3 separate regions of the Mus musculus genome follow, and all the other regions are linked to region 3. The links are chromatin contacts, called in public HiChIP or PLAC-seq maps. All regions are on one chromosome and are shown on one strand. The core of a region is the stretch at or near the end of the contact, and the rest is flanking DNA. Distances in the headings are between cores, read along the strand shown.

Region 1 (3,963 bases), core at 1,298-3,797, 50 kb after region 3:
TTATACTTGGAAAAGCAAGCCCCCATCTGTCAGTGATTTTCCATGGCTGACTTCAAGACTCAATTTGAGAAACTGTCTCCGAGGAGGTGGCCAACGACGATCTGTATAAACCATTTTAGGGAAGGACTACAGAATTGGTGCTTGAGTCCCACTCCTTTCTGTGCTGTTCAGAGCCATGTGTTTTGAACTACTAGCTCAATTTCTCATTTGTAGAGGAATAGCAAGAACCATCATGTTAAGGGGAAAGCAGTAGCCAACACCTTACCATCAACAGAGCTTGGGGGACCCTACAAGGACATTCAGCGGGCCATTGGCTCCATGTGGGTAAAACAGCTTCTCATAACCAGCCATGATTTTCTGGAATATCCCTTATGAAGAGGGGCTTGTACCAACATCCCCACGCCACTAGTTATGAAAGGTGGCTTCCTGTCTTCCCTGCAAGCCCAACCAGTTGTTTGACGGCTAGATTCTCAAGCCATTGCAGAGTCATGCGCAGGCAGGACCACTGGAAGGACCGTGAACATTCAGACCTCTCCTGCAGGGGATTCAGGTTCCTACATTGGCAGTCAGTAAGCCTGCCTGCCTGCCCTGCCACCAGCAATGCCAGACAGCTCCACTTGAGTCCACGAACACAAGGCCTTGCCCTGCACCACACACACCCATTAAGTACCTTAAGGAACAGAGTCTTAAGGTGGAACCTGTCCTGCACTTTGGCCCCCTTTGACATGTGTGTGTGTGTTTGAGATTCACCATCTGTACCTGCAGGGCTTCAGTGTCCCACCCTATGACAGACCCATAACTAGTGCATCCCCAATATCAGGACAGCAGGGCTGTGACCATCTATCTGTACAGTGTCTCCATGTGCCATTTTTATTATGTTTTAAGTTTTCTTTTTAGTTATGTGTATGTGTGGGTATCTTGAGTGTGGATATGTGCAGTGAGTGTGGATACCCCAGAGCCTTGAAGTTAAGAGACAATTGTGAGATGCCTGGCTTGAGTGCTGGAACTGAACTCCCATCCCATGGAAGAGCAGTGCACTCTCTTAATCACTGAGCCACCTCTCCAGCCCTATGGACCTTTTTAGTCCTGAGCTCCCATCCCACCTTCAAGGAATCTAGACAACAAAATTCCTAAAATATTCAAACACCTGTAATAAATATGGAGTGGTGTTTTAAATAGTCCCAAACAAGGCATCACAGATGAGACCAAAAAAAAAAGGGGGGGTGGGGGGCTTATGCCTGTGGCTATATGCCTAACAAAGGGCTAACATACATTACAGTTATTAACATTCAGAACATCTATCTATGGTCAAACATTACATTAAGTTAAAAAAAAAAAAAGTAATGGAGTTATAATGTGTGAGCCTGACAATCCGAGAGATGGATCCCTGGAATCCATGGCAGAAGGGGAAGAGGAGTGACTTTCTAAAGTTGTCTTCTGATCTGCTCGCCCCTCCTCTCGCCCCCCTCTCCACACTAATATATATTAAATATTTTAAAACATCGCAACAGCAAGAATAAGATCGTGGAGGAAACTGAATGTGTATGCATTCATTGTATACTAAGAATTAGGAAGATCCATCTGTTTGGGAGGGGAGGCGTGAGGGTGTTAAGGCAGAATTTGTTATTTTTATTTCTAATTCCCCCATTATGAGCATTCATTACTCTTCTATGTAGAAAGAAGAGGCAAGAAGTCCTCAGTTGTCCAAAGCTGTTAAGGGTGCAAAGGACCTTCCTTCTGTGGGATCTTGAACAGCGCAGGCACTGGCCCTGGGCACGGCGTGGGGCGTGGGATGAGGGGCTGTGCACCGCCCTCTTTGCTCACCCCACAGAAGTTAAAAAAGAACAATCTGAGACCGAAGGAGGAGGAATCAAATCGAGGGAGGGGTGCTCTCTTACGAGGTGCGCTCATCCTGGATCCCAGGGTAGGGAGCAATTGGGAACACAAGGCGATGCCTGCAGTGTCAGGAGACCAAAGATGACCCCGAAGCTCCCCTGTCACTCTCCAGATCCTGTGGTATTCAGCCTTCGTGCTCTCCCCGCCCCCACCCCGTTTCGGGGCTCCGTTTCCTCCCACCGCAGGTCCAGATTCGAAGCATTCCTCTGCCGCAGCCAGCTACCCACCTATAAGACGTGGTCGCTACTACAGCTGCGTCCGCGTCCCCGACCGGCAGCACGTAGACCGTCCGGGTGGGGGGCGCCGAGGACTGGCCTCTGCGGCCGCCCGGCCCCGATGGGCGCTCTTGAGCCGCATCCCGGGACCCGGCGCGCGCGGTTCGCACACCGAAATCGCGCTGGTACTGGGTGAGCGGCACAGCGCGGCTGGACTCCCGCGCGCCTGCGACCGACGGGTTCCCGCGCGAGACGCTGCAGTCTGCGCCCGACTCCTCGCTCCCGGGGTCCGAGTAACCATGCAGAGTCAGCGGCACCGCTACGTCCGAGCGGTCCAGCTGGTTCCATCGCCGGGCCAGGCAGCACAGCCGGCTGATGCAGGGCCACGCCATGCCGCTCGGCCGCGCGCCTGCGCCGCGCGCGCGCACTACCCCACTGCCCCCGCGCAACCCTGAGCCCCGCAAGGACGGCCTGCGGGCAGTCCTAAACCCAGAGTTCCCCCAATGTGAGCTCAGAAATCAGACCTGGGCTTCATCGAGAGCGAGGTCGGAAGGAGGCATTTCCTCACCGTCACTAAGCCTGCTACTTTTTTTTTTTTTTTTTTTAAGGAACAATCAATCCATCAAGAAGGCTCTGGCGGCAGGACCAGAGAACTCTGTTGGCATTTGTGGACACGGGTGGCTGCAAAATAGATTTAAACTGTGCCTAGCGGACTCAGCGACCACCCAGAGTGGAAAGGGTGGAGGCAACCAGGAAGGTGATGCAAGTGAGAACTTAGGGCCATGTCAGCTCGTGAATCTCCATTTGCTGTTTACTGTGCTGTTATAAATGGGTAACAACTAACCCGGTTTTCCTTAAGAACTGTCATAAGCTCCCAATCGTCCTTTCCCTGGGTTGTAATTACAACCCCCAAACTGGTTTCCTTTCCCTGATGTGCATGTATGCTCGTTCCATTGCAGGGCTATAATCCAGCCTGAATGAAGGTCAGTTAAATACAGAAAACATCCAGCTGCCCTCCAAGGGCTTCCCAAGTGTATCCTGCATGCACTCAGACCTGCAACCATGGAAGTGGTGGTAGTTACAACTTCTGGCTGAACCTGAGAAGCATCCAGTCTGCACCTAGGAGGACTGCCCAGTCTGGGCCCATTGGTCAGCTCATCTTCCTCAACTTCATTAGCTGCAAGTTGTACTGGAGTGACATACCATTGCTGGTTAACACCCCAGGTCTGGCTATGACCCCATACTGACAGTTAAGTCTGGAGTTGGGAAAACCTTTACTGAAGGTGCATTCATGGGTATGGTAGTTAGAATATGTTTGGCCCAGGGAGTGCCACTATTAAGAGGTGTAACTTTGTTGGAATAGGTGTGGCCTTGTTGGAGGAAGTGTGTCACTGTTCAGGGTGGACAATGAGACCCTCCTCCTAACCATGTGGGAGCCAATCTTCTCCTAGTGGCCTTTAGATGAAGATGTAGAACTCTCAGCTCTGCCTGCACCATGCCTGCCTGGGCACTGCCACGCCCCCACCTTGATGATAATGGACTGAACCTGTAAGCCATCCCTAATGAAATGTCCTTATAAGAGTTGCCTCGGTCATGGTGTCTGTTCACAGCAGTAAAACCCTAACTAAGATTATGTGGACCCCACCACCACCACCACCACTCACACACACACACAAAGTCTTCTCTCAGCCAGAGCCAACTGACTTTGTGAAGTGGAGCTGAGCTTTGGGTTAGTCAGCCTGGCAAATGAAGGTTAATGGTTATGAAATAGTCCAGGGGAGAAAGTCACAGATCACCACTCTTGCTAAAACAGTTAAGGGTACAGCAAGTCCTTTAATTAGCTGGTGATGAA
Region 2 (4,079 bases), core at 618-3,117, 51 kb before region 3:
GGCTAATTAATTCTGCTTTGTGCACTTCTGTGCCCTCTGTGCCCAACTAACATATATAGGAGTGAGTCCCAGACAGTAGAGAAGCAATAAACATTGTTGAGAAAATGGTTCATCTTATTTTACTCCTGATAGACCTTAATATCAGGAGGCCAGGGATAAGATACATGTCTCTAGTCTTTGTCACTGTTCACAGCTTTTGAGTCTATAACTATGTGACAGTTTTGAATCTATACTATGTGTCATGACTGGGCTTGTTTTAAGACAGTTCTCATTATTTAGTTCTGGTTGGCTTGGAACTTACTATATAAACCAGGCTAGCCTTGAACTCAAAGAGATCTATCTGCCTCTGCTTCCTAAATGCTGGGATCAGAGTTGTGGGCCACTATTCCTGGCCCATGACTAGCCTTGATATAGGGGATATAGGAATATAACTTTTAAAATATTTCATATTAAACAAAATGCATAAAAAGATTGACAATATGTACATAAAATATAATAAAACTCACTACTCGGGCTGGTGAGATGGCTCAGCAGGTAAGAGCACTGACTGCTCTTCCAAAGGTCCTGAGTTCAAATCCCAACAACCACATGGTGGTTCACAACCACCAGTAATGAGATCTGACGCCCTCTTCTGGTGCGTCTGAAGTCAGCTACAGTGTACTTATGTATAATAGTAAATAAATCTTAAAAAAAAAAAAAAAACCTCACTACTCAGCTTGTGTGGTAAGTATGTACAAGCTGTACAATATGAGCAAGAGCTGAAAAAGTCTGAGGCAGCTCCAAGGTCAGCCTGGATGCTGTAGTCCTGAAGAAGTAATAGGAAGTCTTGGTGTGTAGTATCATGGAAGAAAGCTGGTTTCAAGCGATTTTAAAGGGAAAACCGAGGCTTAATGGATTGTCATTCATTAGCTGCATCTACATTAAGTAAATCTACAAAAGTAAATGTTTCTACAGAGAAACAGTGTCTCAAAAAACAAAACAAACAAAAAAGTTTTCAACGTTTTCAAACCTTCACCCTTTCTTTCAGTCTACAAAGTATCTGGGACCAGAGGGGGGAGGGGGGACCACTACACCTCACTCAGGTGCTACATCTACTAAAATGGGTTCACAATGATTAATGCCTTCTTCCTGTCTTTGCTTCCTTCATTCTCTCTCTCTCTCTCTCTCTCTCTCTCTCTCTCTCTCTCTCTCTCTCTTTTTGGTTTTTCGAGACAGGGTTTCTCGAGACAGGGTTTCTCTGTATAGCCCTGGCTGTCCTGGAGCTCACTTTTTAGACCAGGCTGGCCTCGAACTCAGAAATCCGCCTGCCTCTGCCTCCCAAGTGCTGGGATTAAAGGCGTGCGCCACCACGTCTTTCTTTCTTCCTTCCTTTCTTTCTTTCTTTCTTTCTTTCTTTTTTTTTTTTTGTTTGCTTGTTTAATATATATATTTATGGTGCTGGAGGTTGGACCCACAGCATTGCTCTAAGCAAGCACTCTACCAATAACTTTTACTTTGAGACAGGGCCTTGAATTCACTATGTAACTAGACAGGTTTTGTACTTGTGATGCTCCTGCCTCAGTCTCCAGACTACAAGTATTACCCCGCGATACTAGATACTAGGTTACGGCTGCTATATACACCTCTATCACTAAACACAGTGACGCAAGATGGTACGCTCAGCAGTGCGGTCACCATAGTTACTATTGCCATGACTACAAGAGAACCAGCATTCTCTCAAACTTTCAGCAGGAAGACAACGGTTGGCCGGCTCAAGCGGTCAACCTGAAGGTGCGACGCAGAGTTCAGGAGCAGCTTTAGCCCCCCGCGGCCACGCCGCCCCGACCCCGCCCCCACCGCGCGCGCCCGCGCCGCCCCGCCCTCGAGGTGACGTGCGGGGCGGAGCCTGACGGCGGGCGGGCTGCTCTGTCGTGAGCTTCCGCGCGGGCGCGTCCCGGGCCTCGCACGGCGGTTCCACGGGAGGAGACCTTTCGCTCTTTCTCTCCGCGTGGGGGTTCCGGGTCCCGGCAGGGCGGCGCTGCAGCTGGGCGCGCAGGAAGGGTGAGTGTCGGTGCGGGCGCGCGTCTTGTGCGGGGCATTGTCTGGCGCGGGCACGTGCACCCCTCCCCCACCGCGGCCGCGCGGACAGCTCAGCGGCGCGGACGGGTGGGCGCCTGGGTCCGCGGAGAGCCAGGTCCGGCGTGGGGAGGGTTCTTCTCGCCGCGCAGCCTCAGACGGGTCGCTTTGCAGCCGAGGCGGCTGAGCTTGCGCGGTGACCCGCGGGTGGTCCCGAGACGAGGTCGCCTCGGCAAGTTTGGATTTGCCCAAAGAAATCTGCGGCGGCTTAGGAAGGTTGCGAGAAGTCTGCACGAGAGCGTAGGACGGTGCTGTGTCCTATGGAAGCTTCGGAAAGTGAGGACTTGACCAGAAACACGGCTCGGTGTGCTTATGCAGAAGACAATAAGGCTTAGAGCTCATCTCCATTATGCAAGTATTTATGTTAAACAAAAAATACTGTGTCCTATAATTCTGCAGCTCACTAACATCTTACTAGTTTTGATATTGCTAGTATTTTTGTCTAGGCACATACCTAATTGCAGAAACAACCCACTTTTAAAATTCCATAACATAAACTAGAAGGTAATACACATTTATTCAGCAGTATCGTTGCCATTAATAAGTAGCAAGTACTCATCCGAGAATATTTTTAAAATTTAGACAAGGACAAAGAAGAAATTCTAGTGTCCAGAAGTAATTACTATGGGTGTGTATATTTGTGTAGTCTGCCTTAAAGGTAGGACCAAAACAACCGATGAGGGGTTGGTGCCTTAACTGTGGTTCGTTTTAGACGGGGGTCTCTTTCATATACATACATAGACCTGTCTCAGAACCTCAGTCCTCTCTGTAGACCAGGCTGGCCTCGAACTCAGATCTACCAGCCTCTGCTTTCCCAGTGCTGGGATTAAGGGTGTGGTTCCACCACCACCACATCTGGCAGACTTACTTTTTATAGGAAGCTCGTAGAAAGGTTTTGAGAAGGTAGTGGCACAATCCCACCACTACACCGGAGAAGTCAAAAGTGTGTGTGTGTGTGTGTGGGGGGGGTGCTGAGGAGTCAGGATGCAGCCTTCTGCGGTAGCCTGGATTGACTCCTTGCAAATGGAAGTAGACAGAGTGAAAAGATGAGCGTTTGGAGGTAGAATTAGCAAGCCTTGGAAGGGAAAGGGAGAGATAGCTTGTAGCCCAGGTTGGCCTTGAACTCTTGAACCTTCTCAACTTTTAAGAGTTGGAGTTGCAGGCACCGAATGCTGAGGGTTGCTTTGATGTGCGTGTGTTTTGGGTTTGAAACAAGGTTTTATGTTGCTCAGAGTGACTTCAAACTCCATATATAGCCAAAGATGGCTTTGAACTTTGGATTCTTCTGTCCCAACCTCTGGCGTGCTGAGAGTATATAGATTTTTGTCCACATGCCCTGCATTCCCTTTTTAATTCTTGTTTTGAGCAACCACATAGATAGATAACTGTACCATTTATTGAGATGGGGCAAGCATGCACCACCACCACCCGGCCTCAATCTGTTTTACATGAGTTAAATCTGAGTGACATATTTGTTATACGGTCAGTATGTTGAGAAAGCACATGTGACAGTATAAAAGTCAGGATTAAAAGACTAAGCAAAGGACCGAGGAGAAACAGAATATGTATTTTCTCTTTGGAAACCAGGACGGCTTATAAGCTACTAGAGTAGGAGTTGCTCCTTTTGCACTGGTGAAATGGCCTTAGTTCCATTCCCAGGATCCACACGGCAGAAAGAAATAACCGATTCCCATACGTTGTTCTCTGATCTCTGTCTGCATGCTGTTTACCCAGGAATGTCTGCAGACACATACTTTACCCCTGAAGTGTATCCCTAGCTCTGTCATTGCTTGGTTACTGACATATGTTTAATATTTTCCTCCACAGCTTAAAAACATTGATTTTAAGCGTATGAGGTTTGCCTGTATATATGTCTCTGCACCACTTGCACGTAGCGCCTACAGAGGCCAGAAGGTATAATAATTGTAACTGGAGTTACGGACCCTTGCACCATCACAAGTGCT
Region 3 (4,240 bases), core at 1,253-3,752:
TGGACTACCTGGCCTCAGCCACACTGGTGCAGGCCCTGCTCAGTATTTGAGATGCTGGGCCTGTTCTCTCTTCTGATTATGTCTTTGGCATCTTCCTACCTAATTTCTGTTTATTTTGTTTCTCTCCTTTCTTTAATTAACAAAGGTTCTCCAATATCAACTCCAAGCCCATCACCATTACCTCGCACACCAACTTCCACTCCAGTTCATTTGAAGCAAGGCACTGCCAGTTCTGGTGTCAGCAACCCTCATGTTATTGTGGATAAGCCTGGGCAGGTCATTGGAGCCTCCACTCCAAGTACAGGTATGGATAAGCACTACTAGTATCACCTGAAGAGTTTGATCTTTTATTAATGATAAAATCCCGGCATGAACCCTCCATCTGTAGTAAGTGTATATAAATGGAAGCCCATACTGTTTCTCTGAGGAAGAGTCACTGTGGGTGAAAGTGCAGTGTTTAGGAATTAGAATCCCACAGCTCCATGGTCCCTATCAGGTTTCTGGGTTTGGTCTTGGTTTTTAGTATTCTTTTAAAACCTTGTATCCATTTCTTCATTTAACCCATGTTTTTGCACATGCTCCTAAGGTGTAATCTTCCCTTGTTAAGGGAAATAGGAACAGAGAAATAAAATGAATGATTTTAAAGAAATGAGGCTGTTTCCCACCCCACACATTGCTATATATAGTGGACTTCCACATAGGTGTTCTGTTTTGTTTTTAAGCTTAGGTTTTAGAGTGGTTTACATGTAGAGATCATTTGAAAAGTTCTGCTTCCAGCATATTTAGGTATGCTGAGCTGTCTTGTGGCTACATATTAGTTTTAGGAATCAGCCCACAACTCTGAAGAGGCAAGTTTGGTAGGTAAAATAAGTTATGGAATCTCTCTTTAGATCTAAACTTATTTACTATTGATGATTAAGTGAATTTTTTTAATCAGACTTTGTGTGGCTGTGGGATAACACAGGCAGCATTTGGAAACAGGTGCAGTAAAAGTTGGCATTCAGCAGAGTGTGTGTGTGTGTGTGTGTGTGTGTGTGTGTGTGTGTTTAGACTTTTATGGTTTTGAATCTTCAACCTTTAAAAATGAACAGTAAATAATTGGAAACAAAGAATGGGGGAAATGATTTTTAAATTATATCTTGTAAACTTTATTTTGTTGATACATAATTTTTATATCTGTCTTGCTTATCAGGAAGTCCTACAAGCAAGCTCCCAGTGGCCTCTCAGGCTTCCCAAGGAACAGGGTCCCCTATTCCTAAGATTCATGGAAGTAGTTTTTTGACATCTACTGTGAAGGTAAACTGTCCCTGCTTTACTATATTGCGCAAGCTCAGCGGGGGTGCTACCCAAAGACAGCATTTGATCCTGAAGATTATTTCTTCTTCACTTTCTTCCTGATATAGGAGACAGTGCTCAGCACATCTCTCAAGTGCTTACCCAGTACTAGTTGAAAGCTCAGTACGGGAAGAGGCAGCCTTACTTACTTCATTAAAAATACTCCTTGAGAGGCTGGAGAAATGGCTCAGCTGTTCAGAGTGCCTGCTGCTCTTAAAGGTCCCGGAAGCTACATAGCAGCTCACGGCTACCTGTAACTCCAGCTTCAAAGGATCTAATGCCACTTCTAGCCTTTTTAGGCACTGCACACACATGTGCAGACTCACACAGACACATATACATTCTCTATAAAAATGTTTGCCTGGCAGCATGGTTTCTGATGGTACAAGGAGCAAACCTTGTCCCCTTTGCACACATCAGCCTTAGTTAATTAATTTAAAAGTAATTCTTGGGCTGGTGAGATGGCTCAGTGGGTAAGAGCACCTGACTGCTCTTTCGAAGGTCCAGAGTTCAAATCCCAGCAACCACATGGTGGCTCACAACCATCCGTAAGGAGATCTGACTCCCTCTTCTGGAGTGTCTGAAGACAGCTACAATGTACTTACATATAATAAATAAATAAATCTTTAAAAAAAAAAAAAAAAAAAAAAGTAATTCTTAACCTCTTCAAATAGAGAGTAGTTCAGAATATCACCTATCCATACAGCATCCGACTTCTTCACATACTCAAGACAGTCTGCTCAGTATTTGGCCAAAGCACTTCCCTGTTTGGCTCCTGTTTTCTCAAGATGGTTATCTTACTTGAAAGCCTTTCAGATGCAGACTGCTGTCTGAGTGGCCCTGAGATGCAAATCTGCTTTAGTGAGTACCCACCCCAGCAGTTAACATTCCTCTAACTTAGTTGACAGGGATCACAGATGGTTTTCTGATCAGAATGAGGTTTTCTTGGAGTAACTCCCTTGAAAGTCTTACCTCTACCATTTATTTTTTAGTATTTGTTGATGACATTTCATTTCGTAGGCAAGTAGTAGTCTTAACTTTAATTATTTTCCTTAAAGTTCAATTTTGGCACATTATCTCTGAGATCTGCTTTTGTCTTTTGAGGTGGAGACAAAGGTCAGTGGTTTTTATCTCACTCTGCTGTTGCTTTCCATTTTCTATTCCCACTTCCTTCCTTTGATGGTTTGCTTGTTTTGTGGTAAGCTTTCACTGTAGTCTAGGCTGGAGCTTGGGACCGTCCTGTCTCCCCCTCCTGAGATACAGGGTTACCTTGGCCTAGAGCATTGTTTTCTTATCCTTTTTATTCCTTTGGAAAATTTATTTTCCAAATGTGAAACTCATTTTACATTTATCTGTATTCCAGATACTGAGTGAATTTTTCAAGACAAGTTGAGAGTATAAAAGAAAAAAAACACACACTCTAAAACATCACCATTATTTGTTAGAATAACTTACTTAGTGCCTGTGCTTTAGGAATATAAAGCCAAATACAACCCCTGTCCTCTACCATCTGGCAAAAGATCAGACATACATAAAGAATCAAATATTAGGAATGGACATAAAGATCAGTTGGTGTTGTGTGAAAAGACTTCCTAGGGAGATGCAGTGCTCATATCTATTCACTCCAGATAGGGAACCAACAACAGATCAAAGTCCACTGTGGTAAACCAATGAGTTTTTTATTGAGGTTACTTACATGAGTATGGGTGAGGGGTTACTTACAGGGGCAGAAATGACTCAAAAACAGCTGCTTCACCAAGGCCCAGCCCAGGAAGGGTGCTGACTCACAGAAGCAAGGAAACCTGGAGTAGGTTAGAGTATCCTTTCCTAGTGACTATGTTAGTCAGGCAGCCTTGCTGGTTTTTCTCCTCCTTGCTGGTCTGATCTCAGGGCCTTTCCTGCAGCTTGCCTTGTCTTTCTTGCTTACTCTGAGAGGGGGGCCCTCGTGAATCTGCTCAGCTATTTTGAGACGTTTACCTTTGCCTTAAGGAACTTCCCTGGGAGATAGAGCATGTCAGTCTCCAAGAAACTGCTACACAACACTGGTAGAGTGCTTCTCCTACATGCACAGAGCTTTGGGTTCCGTCCCCAATGCCACATAAAAACAAGTGTGAGGTTGTAAGCATGTAATCCCAGCACTCGAGAAGTAGAGGCAGGAGCATCAGAAGTTCAAGGTTTTCTTTAGCTAGATAGTGAAACCAACCTGGTCTACCTGACACCCTGTCTTATAGGACTGTAACATCCATCAGGACACAGGTGAGTAGCCTTTTGCTGAGCTGATTTCCTGATTTTTCAGGCAGGGTTTCAGTGTTTAGTCCAGGCTAGACTTGAACTAACAGTCCTCCTTTGTCAGCCTCCTGTGCAGTGAGTTACTACTGGTGCTCAGATGGAATTGCATACCTCATTTTTTATTTGCTTTTAAAAAGGAAATTACAGTAAATGTATAGAAGCTTAGAAGATCTCTAGCATTGTGGGTTTTTGTTTTGTCGTGTGTGTGTGTGTGTTGCTGGCTGTGGTAGGTTTGTATTAAGTAGATAATATTACTGTATTAAGTGTACTAAGTGGCTAGAGTATCTGAAAGCATCCGTTTGGGCCTGTTATATAATATATAGTAATGTTTTTACATACAGCAGGAGGAGTCTTTATTCGCATCTATGCCACCTCTTTGCCCAATTGGTAGTCACCCTAAAGTGCAGAGCCCCAAAGCTGTGACTGGAGGACTTGGGGCTTTCACAAAGGTGAGTGTGTGTCATAGCCTTACCTGTGGCCTTCCCACTCTTTAATAGGCCTTAGCTCTGAGATGTGCTCCCACTTATTTAATGCTGTCCATGTCCTAGGACTCCAGGGACACGGGAGTTCAGAGGTCACGGCCTATTTTGTCTCTCTTTGCTGCCTTCCTACCCCG

Evidence for each region. HiChIP or PLAC-seq counts read pairs in DNA pulled down with a chosen protein or histone mark.
Region 1: a contact with region 3 is called in an H3K27ac HiChIP or PLAC-seq map of embryonic stem cells, with 9 read pairs. The contact joins the promoter of Map6d1 here to the enhancer-like site in region 3. A contact is called at or near these places in 1 of 39 promoter capture datasets (frontonasal cranial neural crest), 3 of 115 datasets of contacts at active chromatin or transcription factors (bone marrow-derived macrophages and embryonic stem cells) and 2 of 9 other capture datasets (adipose tissue and pancreatic islet).
Region 2: a contact with region 3 is called in an H3K27ac HiChIP or PLAC-seq map of embryonic stem cells, with 10 read pairs. The contact joins the promoter of Yeats2 here to the enhancer-like site in region 3. A contact is called at or near these places in 4 of 39 promoter capture datasets (liver, macrophages and stem cell-derived epiblast-like cells), 5 of 484 Hi-C or Micro-C datasets (embryonic stem cells, nephron progenitors, pancreatic cancer cells and 2 more), 3 of 115 datasets of contacts at active chromatin or transcription factors (CD8 T cells and embryonic stem cells) and 3 of 9 other capture datasets (adipose tissue, liver and pancreatic islet).

Annotation. Positions count from the first base shown.
Region 1 is chr16:20,238,811-20,242,773 of GRCm38.p6, forward strand. It overlaps Map6d1 (MAP6 domain containing 1), which reads right to left and starts at 2,548. Exons shown (of 3, transcript NM_198599.2): 1 at 2,124-2,548. The coding sequence starts at 2,503. Gm49566 (a long non-coding RNA gene) reads left to right here and starts at 2,648. Exons shown (of 3, transcript XR_003951848.1): 1 at 2,648-2,943; 2 at 3,071-3,335.
Region 2 is chr16:20,139,196-20,143,274 of GRCm38.p6, forward strand. It overlaps Yeats2 (YEATS domain containing 2), which reads left to right and starts at 1,868. Exons shown (of 31, transcript NM_001145930.1): 1 at 1,868-2,040.
Region 3 is chr16:20,189,194-20,193,433 of GRCm38.p6, forward strand. It overlaps Yeats2 (YEATS domain containing 2), which reads left to right. Exons shown (of 31, transcript NM_001145930.1): 12 at 146-304; 13 at 1,193-1,296; 14 at 3,966-4,073. Among named protein-coding and RNA genes, the nearest start is that of Gm41431, 45 kb to the right of the region's middle. Within about 2 kb of position 2,503, at least 52 of the 459 cell types and tissues checked have an H3K27ac peak or open chromatin away from gene starts, as enhancers often do. A contact at or near this core is called in embryonic stem cells and pancreatic cancer cells, where this site is marked.